2 separate regions of the Sus scrofa genome follow, and region 1 is linked to region 2. The links are chromatin contacts, called in public HiChIP or PLAC-seq maps. All regions are on one chromosome and are shown on one strand. The core of a region is the stretch at or near the end of the contact, and the rest is flanking DNA. Distances in the headings are between cores, read along the strand shown.

The links. HiChIP or PLAC-seq counts read pairs in DNA pulled down with a chosen protein or histone mark.
Region 1: a contact with region 2 is called in an H3K27ac HiChIP or PLAC-seq map of alveolar macrophages. The contact joins the promoter of PARK7 here to the promoter of VAMP3 in region 2. A contact is called at or near these places in 1 of 5 promoter capture datasets (liver), 1 of 47 Hi-C or Micro-C datasets (liver) and 1 of 2 datasets of contacts at active chromatin or transcription factors (alveolar macrophages).

The regions. Positions count from the first base shown.
Region 1 is chr6:68,625,856-68,632,256 of Sscrofa11.1, forward strand. It overlaps PARK7 (Parkinsonism associated deglycase), which reads left to right and starts at 3,472. Exons shown (of 7, transcript NM_001078663.1): 1 at 3,472-3,481; 2 at 4,477-4,594. The coding sequence starts at 4,505. TRNAE-UUC (a tRNA gene) reads left to right here and starts at 6,055; the gene lies at 6,055-6,126.
Region 2 is chr6:68,468,979-68,475,434 of Sscrofa11.1, forward strand. It overlaps VAMP3 (vesicle-associated membrane protein 3), which reads left to right and starts at 4,943. Exons shown (of 5, transcript XM_021095270.1): 1 at 4,943-5,101. The coding sequence starts at 5,100. CAMTA1 (calmodulin-binding transcription activator 1) reads left to right here. Exons shown (of 23, transcript XM_021097514.1): 23 at 1-2,944.

The DNA.
Region 1 (6,401 bases), core at 2,222-4,721, 160 kb after region 2:
TGGAGAACAGGGCTAAGAGGTGTGAAGGTCTGATTCAAAAGGCTGCCGTTTTTTCATGATGAGCCTTTCAAGGTGCCAGTGGGCAATTGCTGTGTAATGAAATCTAGGTACTACATTCTGTTCCCTGGAGGAAGGCTCTTCTTATGGCAACGCAAAAGCACAAGAAAGCCAGCCTAATCATCAGGTCACTGCTTTTCAGGGCTTTGATCAGGTCATGTCACGTTAGCCAAAGCAAGGACAAACCCAAAGTCAAGGGGCTGCAGGTGGAAGAGGAAAGAGTAAATATTTCTGGAAAAGAATCCAATCTAGGGAGCTCCCTGGTGGTCTAGTGGTTAGGACTCAGCGCTTTCACCGTTGCGACCCAGATTCAATCCCTAGTCTGGGAACTGAGATCCTACATCAAGCTGCTGCATGCTGCAGCCAAAAATAAAAAATAAGTAAATAAAAACCCAATCTACCCTAAATATTATTTTTGAGTTTTAAAAACTGTATGTATTATATTCATTTGATAAAAATTCACTCTGACTCAGGTCCCTTTGAGAGCCTGAAGGCAGTGCAGATGTGCCAGCAGTGTTAACTCAGACTCTTTCTCTCTCTCAGTGAACTATCATTGTCTTGCCATTTTTATTCTGACTGTCTCATGCTGCAGCAGGCCATCAGCATGTTCATTTCTGTATAAGAATTCAGTACAGGCACTAGAGCAAAACAGCCTGTCTTCTCTTGGTTTTCCTCCTGTAGACCTGAATCTTTCATTGGTTCTTGAGGCATGTCTGACCACTTGCCTTCTCTCCCTCTCTGTCTCTCCTGTTTCCCACACCCCTTCAAAATTAAAAGGAGGTGACTTTTGCCTTCATCCTTTGCAGACAGCCAAAGATGAAGTCATTCTAGAACACCCAAAACGTTTTCTTCTTAAAGTGCAAAATGATTGAAGACACTTAAATTTTTTTGCTTGAGTGCAGAGTAGTGCATAAATTAATTGCATATATAAATCTACGTACAATTTAAAAAATTAAATCAAAACCATTCTCACCCCGATTGTAAGGGTCACATGAAATATATGAAAGTGCTCTGCAAACCAACAAAGAAAAACAGCATGTTATTTCTTGAAAGTAAACATAGGTTTAATATCTAAATTGAAACTTTAAAAACTGACATTTTTTAAAAAACTTTTTTAGGAGTGTGGGCAGCAGGTTAAGAACCCAACTAGTATCCATGAGGATGCAGGTTCAATCCCTGGCTTCGCTCAGTGGGTTAAGGATCCAGCATTGCACCAAGCTGCTGTGTAGATCACAAATGTGGCTCAGATGTGGCATTACTGTGGCTGTGGTATAGGCTGGCAGCTCCAGCTTTGATTCAACCCCTAGCATGTGGGAACTTCCATCTGCCGCAGGTGTGGCCCTAAAAAGAATAATAAAAAAAAAAAATGTAACTCAAAATGTATCAACATGTAAGAAATATAAAATGTAAAAACCTGTTTGGTTTCATATATTACTGGTGAGAATGATAAGTGATTCATCTTGTATGGAGTTGCTCAAATGCACTTCCCCCTTCTGGGAATTTACCCTCCAGTTATACCTGCGCAAGTAGGACATATGAATGTGGTCATTCAGTGTATGCTGTTGGCAGAAATCAGTTGGAAATAACCTAAGTGTTAGCAGTAGGGCACCAGCAAATAAACTGTGTCCACAAAGGGATACTATCTCTCCAGGGAGAAAAATGAGGAATTTCTTTTTGATATGGAAAATCTCCAAGATATTCCCAAGAAGGTAGTGGCAACAGGAAAGGAAGTGCAGAACGATATAAATGCTCTGCTACATTTCTGTGAGCAAGAAGGAAAATAATAGTACACACTTGCATCTGCTTGTGCATGCAAAAAGCAATAGTGGAAATGAGTAACATTGTTACCTAGGATGCGGAAATGGAACTGGATAGGGACCTGCTGCCAGAGATGCGAGACCTCTGCTCAATGTAACCGCTATCATTTTGGATTTGGAGACTAGCAAAAGTAGCAATATTCAAAGATTTCCAAAACTAAACTTTGAGATTGTGGCTCTTAAAAAAATAAAATAACAAGGCCTTTAGCTAGCCAAGATGAGTTTAACGAATAGTAGAAGGATTGCAATTCAGGACAAGCCAACTAAGGCGAACCATAGGCAACTGCAAGGAGATGAAAGGAAGGCCAGCTTGTATTAGATTTTATAGGGAAATTTGGGAGGGCTACCGTGGGTTTTTTTATTTTGTTTTGTTTGGCTTTTTAGGGCCGCACCCGCTGCATATGGAAGTTCCCAGGCTAGGGGAGGAATGGGAGCTACAGCTGCCTGCCACAGCCACAGCCACGCCAGATCCAAGCTGCACCTGCGACCTACATCACAGCTCACCGCCATGCCAGATACTTAACACCCCTGAGCGAGTCAGGGATAGAACCCATATTTTCATGAATACTAATTGGGTTCCTCAACGCTGAGCTACAAGGGGAACTCCAGGAATAAGGTATTTTTAAAATATGGTATGTACTTTTTAAAACATGCTATTGCCCACTTAATAGACTATAGTGTAACTTTATGTGCACTAGAAAACCAAAAAAAGTCCTGTCTTCCTTTATTGCATAGCTGCTTTATAGCGGTTGTCTGGGACCCATGTGTTATCTCCCAGGTACACCTGGAGATAGGTCTGAATTATGTGCTCAGCGGTCACACTAATCCTGTGGATGCAGAAGCAGCATTGGAATACTTAAAAAAAAAATTGTTTTTTGAGAAACTAATACACGTGAAATTATCCATCCTAACCCAATTAGTCACGGGAACAGGTGATGAAGCTTGGGAAGACTTTGAAGAATCCTAATAGTGCGGAGGAGAATCCTAATAGTTCGAGAAGGAGCTCCAGGAAATAGGAACAATGCAAAGGGAGACCCAGGTCCACACAGGCGACGTAAAGAAACAATTCTGTTTTGCTAAATTGTGTGTTTAAAGAAAGCCGCCACGGCTCTCTAGACCGCACAACACGTCCACGCTGAGGCACAAAGCGGGTTCATTTCAGGGTGCGCCCGGGAGCACTGTAGGGGTACAACAGGCAGGCGAACCCCAAGGTTCTCCAAGCTGGGTTCGGCCGGATGTGACGGAACGCGAGGCCCGCGCCCTATCTCTACGCAGTGCGGGGCTGAGGATGCGGGGCCGAGGATGCGGGGCCGAGGATGCCGGCCGGGCGGCGTGCGCCTGCGCAGTGCGGGGCCGAGGATGTCGGCCGGCGGCGTGCGCCTGCGCGGTGCGGGGCGAGGATGCCGGCCGGCGGCGTGCGCCTGCGCGGTGCGGGGCGATGGCAAGCCGGACGGCGTGCGCCTGCGCGGTGCGGGACTGAGGCCAGAGCCTGGGGGCACGCGTGCGTACTCGGGTAGATTCCCGTTTAGTCCGGTTCTGGCCCAGTTGTCCTCGCAGGGACCAGAACGGGCCGAAGCGCTGCGTCTGCGGGAAGAAGCGAGGTTCAGGTCGGGGCCTTGGGGAGCGCGGCGCGTGCGCAGGCCGTGGCTCTGGGGGCGGCGAGGGGGTGCTGAGCCCCCGCTGGAGGGTGGCGGGGCCGCGGAAGGGAGCGCCCCAGAGGGTCCGCAAGGCTCAGGGCCTTGGGGAGCACGAATGGAATCAGGCGGCCTCCCGGGGTGAGCGGATGACGCCTTCGGCCGCCGGCGTGGTACCAGCTCTACGGCTGCGAAAATTTGCGTGCATACCGTCCCACCCGCTTGGGGCTAGTTAATCTTGTGTTTGCTGACGTCATTTTATTATAATCCGTTTTGCACGGAAAACAAACTCTAGAAAAAGAGTAGGCTATAAGCTGTTCAGACCCTAGCTTAGCAGCTCTCCTGTGTAAGAGAGCTAAGTGCAAAGAGAGACAGTCTAGCAGGATTGGGTTTAACGAGGGGGATTCCCATCTTAATCTGTCATTTAAGAAAAAAAAGTGTTCAAATATTTAACACTGTTAACCCCCACCCCGCCCCAGAATTTTCAGTGCAGTTATTGGAACTAAAAAAAAAAAAAAAAAAATTCCTCCAAAAATTTCAGGGGCTAATAGTTAAAACCTGTGTATTTCGTTTTTTACCCGTGAAAGTTCAGTCCCGTCCTTGTGAACTAGTGCTTGAAAAAGGAGGCGTTTTATCTCCCCCGCATTGTGTGAAATGCAAGACCTAGGAACTTGGGTCTTGGAAAACCTCATCTGTGATATGTTATTGGAAATTGGATTTAAAAAAAAACAAAATCTAAGCAATAATGACACGTGGTGGCAACCTTACTGTGTTTTCACCTCAAAGAGCAGCAGCTGAAATTCTTTGGGAACCCTAAAGTGCTTCTTCCTATTCATTTGTGCTTGTCTATCAAAACCTTTCTGTAGGAGCACTTAGTTACTCTGCTTAAAAAAGTTTCTAAATTGAAAGTTTTTGGCTCTTAGAGGGTGAAAGTTTTTCCGAAATCTTTTTTTTTTCTTTCTTTCCAGTTAAGTCTTCAGAAAATACAACATAAGAATGGCTTCTAAAAGGGCTCTGGTCATCCTGGCTAAAGGAGCAGAGGAGATGGAGACGGTTATTCCTGTAGATGTCATGAGACGAGCTGGAGTAAGTCCTCCAAAGTTTTCTAGCCCTCCTCCCTTTTAAAACATTTTTTTTTTTTAAATTGATTTTTGTCATTTTGAATGGAGTAATGTTCGGTGTACTTTATGAAATATTTTAAAAGTACACGACCGTACAGAGACTACATAGAACCAATTACCTGTTTATACACTTTTCCACGTTTAGTACTTGTTAACATCCCATATTTCTTACAGACCTGTTTTTTTGTTTTGTTTCTTTTTTTTTTTTTTTTTTGTCTTGTTAGGGCCACACCTGAAGCATAAGGAGGTTTCTAGGCAAGGGGTTGAATCTGAGCTGTAGCCGCTGGCCTGTGCCACAGCAATGCCAGATCTGAGCCGCATCTGTGACCTATACCACAGCTCACAGCAATGCTGGATCCTTAATCCACCAGGTGAGGCCGGGGATCAAACCTGCATCCTCATGGATCCTAGTCAGATTCATTTCTGCTGAGCCACGACAGGAACCCCCCTGTTTCTTTTTTTTTTTAAATTTTATTTAATTGAAGTGTAGTTGATTTACAGTGTCGTGTTGGTTTCTGACGTACAGCAGAGTGATTCGTATGTGTATACACACACACACACGTTCTGTTTTGTATTTTCTTTTTCATTATGGTTTATTATGGGAAAGTGAATATGGTTCACTGTGGTGTACAGTAGGACTTTGTTGTTTATCCATTGTATGTGTAGTAGTTTGCATCTGCTGAGCACAGACTCCCAATATGCCCCTCCCCTTGCCCCTCCCTTCTGGGAACGCAAGTCTCTTCTCCAGGTCACACCTGTTTCTTGAAGAACAAACGTGTTTTAAAGGAATAAAGCATCCTAAAGCCCTGTTTGTAAATTTCCCTAATCCTATTCCCCTTCTGGGCCTGGAGATCAAGACTCTTCTCACACTAAGGTGTATCCATCCTGTGCATGTCTTTCAAGTAGCATTAGGCTCCAGCTCTCATTTTGTCTGTATTATAAACCTGTATCATAACATTGAATACTTACATAGCTTGTACTGCATACTGGGTGTCATTCTGAGCACTTGCATTCTCTTAAAATGTTACAACAACTCTGAGTCGTAACTCTGCTGTTGCAAGTTACACCAAGGGCAATAATAAAAAGTTATTGCCATCCTCCTTTTACAGTTAAAGAAATGGAGGCACAGAGACATTATTCCATCCATCCATCAGTCAGTGAAATATTTAAAGTGCTCATGCTGTACTAAAGATACCGATCTAGTCTGCTTAATTTAAAATTGCTGCTCAGTATCGCACCACAGGAAGATGCCTGCACTGTCCTTTCTTCTGTTACATCGCTTCACAGGATTGTCACGCTCTGGGACAGGATTCCTTGTTCGGAGTGTGGAAGTTCTCTAGACTCTGAGCCTAAAAGGACGTGCTGGTCAGTTGGTCGATGTTATTGGATTCTGTCAAACCATCCAGAATACTAGCATGTGGGAGTTCCCTGGTGGTCTAATGGTTAGGACTCGGCACTTTCACTGCTGCAGCCTAGGTTCGATCCCTGGTCTGGGAATTCAGATCCCACATCGAGCCGCTGCTCACCACCGCCAAAAACAAAACAACAAAACAGACTAAAGTGCTGATACCTGGGCCCACAAGCCTTGAGGAAAATTCCCATTTTTCTCAGTATTTTCTACTTTATACATTTTTGCAAGGTAGGGTAGTATTTTGTTGTTTTAGCTCACGTCTCTACCTTACAAAAATCCCGTGAGGTTTAAATGGCAACAGCACCTTGGCAGGTGGATTGTGGATAGAATGATCATATTGATTGATCACCCAAACCAGACC
Region 2 (6,456 bases), core at 3,693-6,192:
TAGGGCTGTATTCAAACATCGTGTGGAACTGTACAAATATTTATACCAAAAATATAGATAAGAAAAGGTGGGGATCCACTCGCAATGAAGAGGATGCTGTTCCTGCACCTGTCACTTATTTCCAAGAAGCTGAATCTTTCGGGTTGGTTCTCAGTGGAGGGCTTAGACCATACAAATCTTTATTGGATCCGTGTGTTCTCATTTCCTTCACTGTGTCTCTTTGATTCGAATGTGTTTGGGTTGTTGTTGTTGTTGTTGTTGTTGTTGTTGCCGTTGATATGTTGTTTTAATCTCTACAGCACACTTAATGCAACTTGAAAAATCTGCAGGTGTAACGTCTTGTGGAGATTCGAGGGGCGGGTAAACGGGTCATGCTCACGGACGTGGTAAGGAACAGCTTACAGAGGTTAAATTTCTTTTCCTGTCCCCACCACCTCCCAAGAACCTGCGAGGAGAGTCATCATCTGATCCCTTTTCTCATGTTCAGCACTTTAATTTTTTGGCCTTTACTTTCATGTGCAATGAGAATTACTTAGAGAAATTGGTGAAGCATGTAGCTTTTTTTAGTAGCCTTGGAAACGAGTCATTCTAAGGAATCATAAACCTTGCCTGGACATTGGCCACCTAAAAGATCAGTGTGGTGCTGCGTTCTGGCCAGTAAAGTCCATATTTTTGGCTATCTCTCATCCCAACGGAGCGGTTTCTGTGTATATATAGAAGGTAGAAACGGAAAGCGAGAAAACTATTTGAAAGGGATTATATTAATTGCTAAATATTTTATTCACAAAGGTCAGTAACATGGCAAGATAAAATTATTTGTATAGTTTTGTCTGAATGAGCGAGAAAAATGTGGATTATTGTTTGTATATATTGTATATATTAAAACAAAAGAGATACGTGCATGAACTCAAGAACAAAGAAATGAACAAAAGCAAAGCATTAGTGGCTATGGTCTGTAAAATGAAACAAAAAAAACTTTATTTCACTATAAGAGTACTTTATTTTAAATGTTCTTTAGAAGAACATTTTGCTAAAGCATGACTAAACTGCAAAAAAAAAAAAAAAGAGCTACTGTATTAAGACTTAGGAAAAAAGGCAGAGTAACATTACTTAAAAAAAAGGATATGTTTACATTTAATTTTGGCTACCAGGAGTTTATTTTCTTTTATTTAAAGATTTTTTTGCCAATGGTGCCAAGTAATGTGAATGCTGATATCGCTTAAGAAAATTAAGTTACTTTTGCTAAACAGATAATCATTAAGATGAATCCGTATATCGCGACACACCATCCACTCACTCCAACAAAGAACCCTTTAGAACGGTCAAAACCTGACAAAAGAAACAGGACAAGTAGAAATATGACTCACGTCTTCACATCTCCTGCTGGAAATCAGAAAATGTAATCAGAATTGCACGCACAAAAAAAAAAAAATAATAACGCAAAAGGATGCAAACCGGGCTTGTAGGGATGTCTTGGTATATTTGCTGTTTCCACATCATGAGGAGCCAAAGAAATCTGACGCTTTTAACAATTCAACAACTCATGTTAAATTAAGAGAATAAAGTTCGCATTTGCTGATGCCAGTTTAAAATTCCCGGGTTAAGTTTCAGGATCAGTTGGTGTAAAGCTGAGATAATCCGTTAGGTTTTGTTTGTGCCTGTGTTTTTTTCCTGGGTTCTGGCTGCCAACTGTAAGTTCAAACTCAAGGCTTGTTGTGAAGCCTAAAAATATTCACAAATCAGCTTTTAAACTGGTGTCTTAGAAAGAAGGTAGACACACAACGATTGTGGTAACAACGGGGGTCTGTGCTCTTGGTGCCTTTTCTATAATTGTACTTGTTTTTTAATTACTTCCTTTCACTGCCAACCTCGAATTACTGTACAGTACATGTCTTACTGCTTTGTGATCAGCTCTGACAACGTGCCAGCCCCACAACTCGTAGCCACCTGTGCATTTGTAAACTGACCTGACTCAGTTTTGTTTTTAAATGTGTGGGTTATGTTGCCGCTGTTGCAGTCCCCCGAATACCTATTATTTTACCCAAACTTGACCTGCAGGAGGACACTGAGTAACTTACAAACACCACCGCATTCATAAATGGGAACAGAACGTGAAAGCCAGCTCTTTCAGGATAGCCTATGCGAATACTGCATTCAGATCTGTTTATTCCATTTATCATGGTACAAATCTTTTGACAGGAGTAATGACCTCAGTGGATTTGCTTTAACCCTCCCGCCCCCCCTTTTTTTTTAATGTTTCACATGCCACATCATTAGCTGAGGACGTTCGAGACGCTGGGAGATAAAGATGGACATAGCATTAGGAGCGTTCTTAAGGAGGGGATAGGAAGTAGGTGCAGAACCTACCAGTTCAACTTATCAGTACAACTGTGAATCCCAGGTGAGGTACAAAAGCACCCCCGCGGAAACGAAGTGTTTCTGACCACTTTTCTCTTGGTTGTGAATCTTAATTTTGAATATAAGATGATAGGCAAGTGCAGCTTTCTTGGATAATCTCAATTCCCAAGTGCCAGGAGTAGGATTTCATTATAAAATTAATAGCTCATCTTATTCTGTCTCCTGAAGATTGAATTGCTCTTCTTGTTACCCATTTGAAATCAGCTGTACTGTGTGAACGAAATCCAGACAATAACTCGAACCCCTCTCTGGCTGCACGGTCGCTTATGGCAGTTCCACACAGTAGTTGGCGCCCAACGGGGGGTCCCTGAGACTTGCATGTAAAACTAGTCTAGATGTCTTCTTTTTGTAAGTTTTATTTTTGTAATTGTGCATGCAGAGCCTCATTGAATCAATGGATCTGTTGAAGAACTCAGCTGCTGGAAACCATGCAAAATGTTTTGAATTGCCCTTAAAATATGGAAAATGTTTTCTGAATGCTTTATATTCTTTCTGCTGTAAATTAAAAACGAAGAAAATTTCCCCATACTTTGTGTGTTTTGCCTTAACTTCACCTCATCTAGAAATCAGTATGTTTCGACTCCTTTGAAATCATTTTAAATATTTCCTTTTATCCCGATACAGTTTTTTGTGTGTTTGTTCTTTTCTTTTTTTCTCTTTTAGCCGCCCTGAGGCACGCATGGAATTCCCAGGCCAGGGATCAGATCCAAGTGGCAGCTTAGATCCCTTAACTCACTGTGCTGGGCTGGGTATCGAACCTGTGTCCTGGCCCTGCAGAGAGGTCGCTGATCCCATTGTGTCACAGTAGGAATGCCTGTTTTTGTTGTTTGGGTGGGTTTTTTTGGTTTGTTTGTTTTTAATGGCCACCAGTGCGGCATATGGAAGTCCCTGGGCCAGGGACTGAATCCAGGGCACAGCTGTGACCTATGTCATCAAACACACCGCAGCAACACCAGCTCTTTTAACCCTCTGCACCTGGCCCGGGATCAAACCTGCACCTCCACACCTGCGCAGGGACCCAAGCTGCTGCAGTTGGGCTCTTAACCCACTATGGCACAGTGGGAACTCCCAATGCAGTATTTTGACAGCGAACGTCACATAGCTTCAGATCTGCTCAGGAAAGAAGAAATTTCTCAGAGCCACTATTCCTAGAATACTTGCTTGCCAACTGTCTTCTCCAGCACCTCTCAACACATCAATCACTTGTCTACGTGCAGAAAGTTGAAGACACGGATCCAAATTCACCTTTCCAGTTAAAACCCTCTGCAGTTTTTTTAAAGCCTTCCTTTCTGAGCATTTGGTCGCTCATCTCATTCCCTTTCACCACAGACCTTCCTGTCTCCCTGGTGGACCCTCTTCCTTCTGATCCATCCCGGGGCTACTGCTGGACAAGTTCTGGGTGACAGATCTGCCGCAATCCATGAGACTTCAACGGTTTCGAGAGCCCACTGTGTTTACATGCCATTCTCCTTGCTTGTTAGTCTTTACCTTTTATTCAATCTTATTTTCACCTGTGCCCTAACCTGCACCAGTCCCACCACCACCCGCACCTCCTCGGTCTGTTCAAACCAGGTCCATCTTGAGTTTCTTTGTCTATGAAAGGTTGTTCCTCCCATGCCTGGAAACTCTCCTTTTTGCCACTTGATCCAACTCAAATCTCACCTCCTCTGTCTTGCTTTCTTGTCTATTTTTATTTGTTCATGTAGTGATTTAAAATTTTTTCATTATAGCCTAGTTTACAGTGTTCTGTCAATTTTCTACTGTATTTCCTAATTTTTTTATATAGTGAACTCTCCTGTTTATTTTAATATACATCAATATTTCTTTTTCCAATTATCCCATTTAGGGTTGCAACAGACAGTTTGGTGTTTATTTTTTCATTTCTCATCGAATCTGCCGGTTGACCTCCCGGTGTTCTGTGGTGTTTGTTTAGTGTAGGAGTTGCCTGTGGTGGTAGGAATAATGTCAGGAGCAATTTAATACCTTGCAGAGTAACTCACTGAATTGGTGCCTGGGCCTCAACCCAAATCAAAAGCTGGGGACCTACTCCCTACTGGGGGGGTCCAGAAATACAGAACCATACAAAGCCCAGTTACTGATGTGAAGGCTCCTGTAAACGGGTTATAATAAGCTCTGTGCAATGACAAATATTTGTGTCACAAATGACTACACGAAGAGAGGGACCCTAGGCCCAATCAATGCCTCTGACGAATACCCTGAAGGAGCTTCAGGTCTTATTTTAAAAGTTTCCTGGGGAAATGCGGTGTCTCTAGCATCACTGGGTAAGACGCAACGTTAAGCAGAAGCCCATGGGCTGTCACTGATACCGTCACGGCCACAGGAATGACCCACGGGCCCAGAATAACGTAAAGCGCCCCCACCCCCGACCACCCACACAGTCCCTTTCCCGGGACTAAGGCTCCGGGCCCCCAGGGTCAGGGCGGCCGGCCGTGGGGGGAGGGAGCGGAACCGCCCTCCGGGCCCGCCCCCGAGGCGCCCCGCCCCTTCCGGCGCGCCCCTCGCCGCCGCGCACGCCCCGTCCACCCCGTCAGCCCCTCCCTTTGACGTCATCGGCCCCGCGCCGCCGCCACCGCCGCCTGCGCCTGGCCCCGCCCAGGTTCCCCGCCTCAGGTCCCGCTGCGCCTCTTCGTCGATTCTCGCCCGCTGTCGCCGCCGCCGAAATGTGAGTGACACAAGGCGACACGGAGCGACCTCGGGCCCTGGGGGCGGCGGCCAGTGGCTGGGACCCCGGCCCGGCTCGGCCTGGCTCCCTTCTGCAGCGTCTCGGACGCGGGCCGAGGCTTCGCGGGGGCTCCCGAGGCCTGGGGGTGGGCGGCGGGCGGCCCCGGGGATACGAGCTGCAGACGGGCCGGGTCGGCCCTGGGCGTTGCCTGCCGCCCCGGAGGGCCCTGCGGCGGTCGCGCGGCCGCGGAAGGGGCGAGGGCGGGGCGGCCGGTGTTTCCCAGCGGAGGGGAAAGCCCTTCCCCGTCCCATTTTCTCCTCCCCTCCCTCCGCCCCTCCCCGTCCCATTTTCTCCTCCTTCCCGTTCCAAGTTGACTGAGGGGAGCTGTGGCCACTGCCCTCGTCCTGGAGACCTGCTCGCTATCGGGTTGGGTTGGGCTCCGGAAGTTGCAAGGGAGGGGCCTTCAGCCCTGTCTTGAGGCACTTGCGGTCAGAGTGGGTCAGAGTGGACTCGGGCGCATAGCCGTAGGCCTTCTCTCTTTTTTTTTTAAGCCGAAGCATTCTTGTTGTGACCCTTGAAAGCGGGGAGTTTCCGGTGGTAACATCCAGGGAACTCTTAAGTGTCAAAAATCACAGGGAGCCCCTGTCCCCACTCCAGCCTGCTCAGTGCTCACCCCAGAGGAGAAAGGAATGGGTGCTTTCCTAGGGTTCCTAACGGAGCAAGAGACACCACTCCGGAGTGTATGTACCTCCTTGAAGCTGCCGTGCCGGCTCTCGGTGTGTGAAGTCCAGATCTGTAGAATTATGCAGAACCTAATCTAAACACAGGCGCCACTGCAGCCAGTGGTGTCAACTTTCTAAAGCTATTCATCTATAAAATGAGGTTAACAATAGTGTTCCCTCAAAGAGTTTTGGGGATTAAATGAGAAGATGCACCAACACATGGCCCTTTGCTGTTATCTCTCAGACAATAAACTCTCTGAGGGCAAGGGTGGGATCTCCTTTATCATTGGTCTTTGACACATGATAGATATGAAATAACTGTTGAATCAATGAATCAGTGGCTGTTATATGCAAGATAAGTGCTCTAGGTGCTGTCTGGGATACTGGAAGAGACGTGTAAGACACAGGAGTCGGTGATCTGTTAGAGAGGGCAAGACTCTATTAATACATGAAAAATCAAAGCATTGCCAACCAAGTAATGGAAGCAATTAGGACTTCCTAGCCTGCGTGGTCGTGAAAGGTCTGCCTGGGGAAAAATAAAGCTTTCAATGAGGGTTTAAAAGAGGCACCTTTTTGGAGTTCCTGTTGTGGCTCAGCACTTAGCTAACCCAAATAGCATCCATGAAGACACGG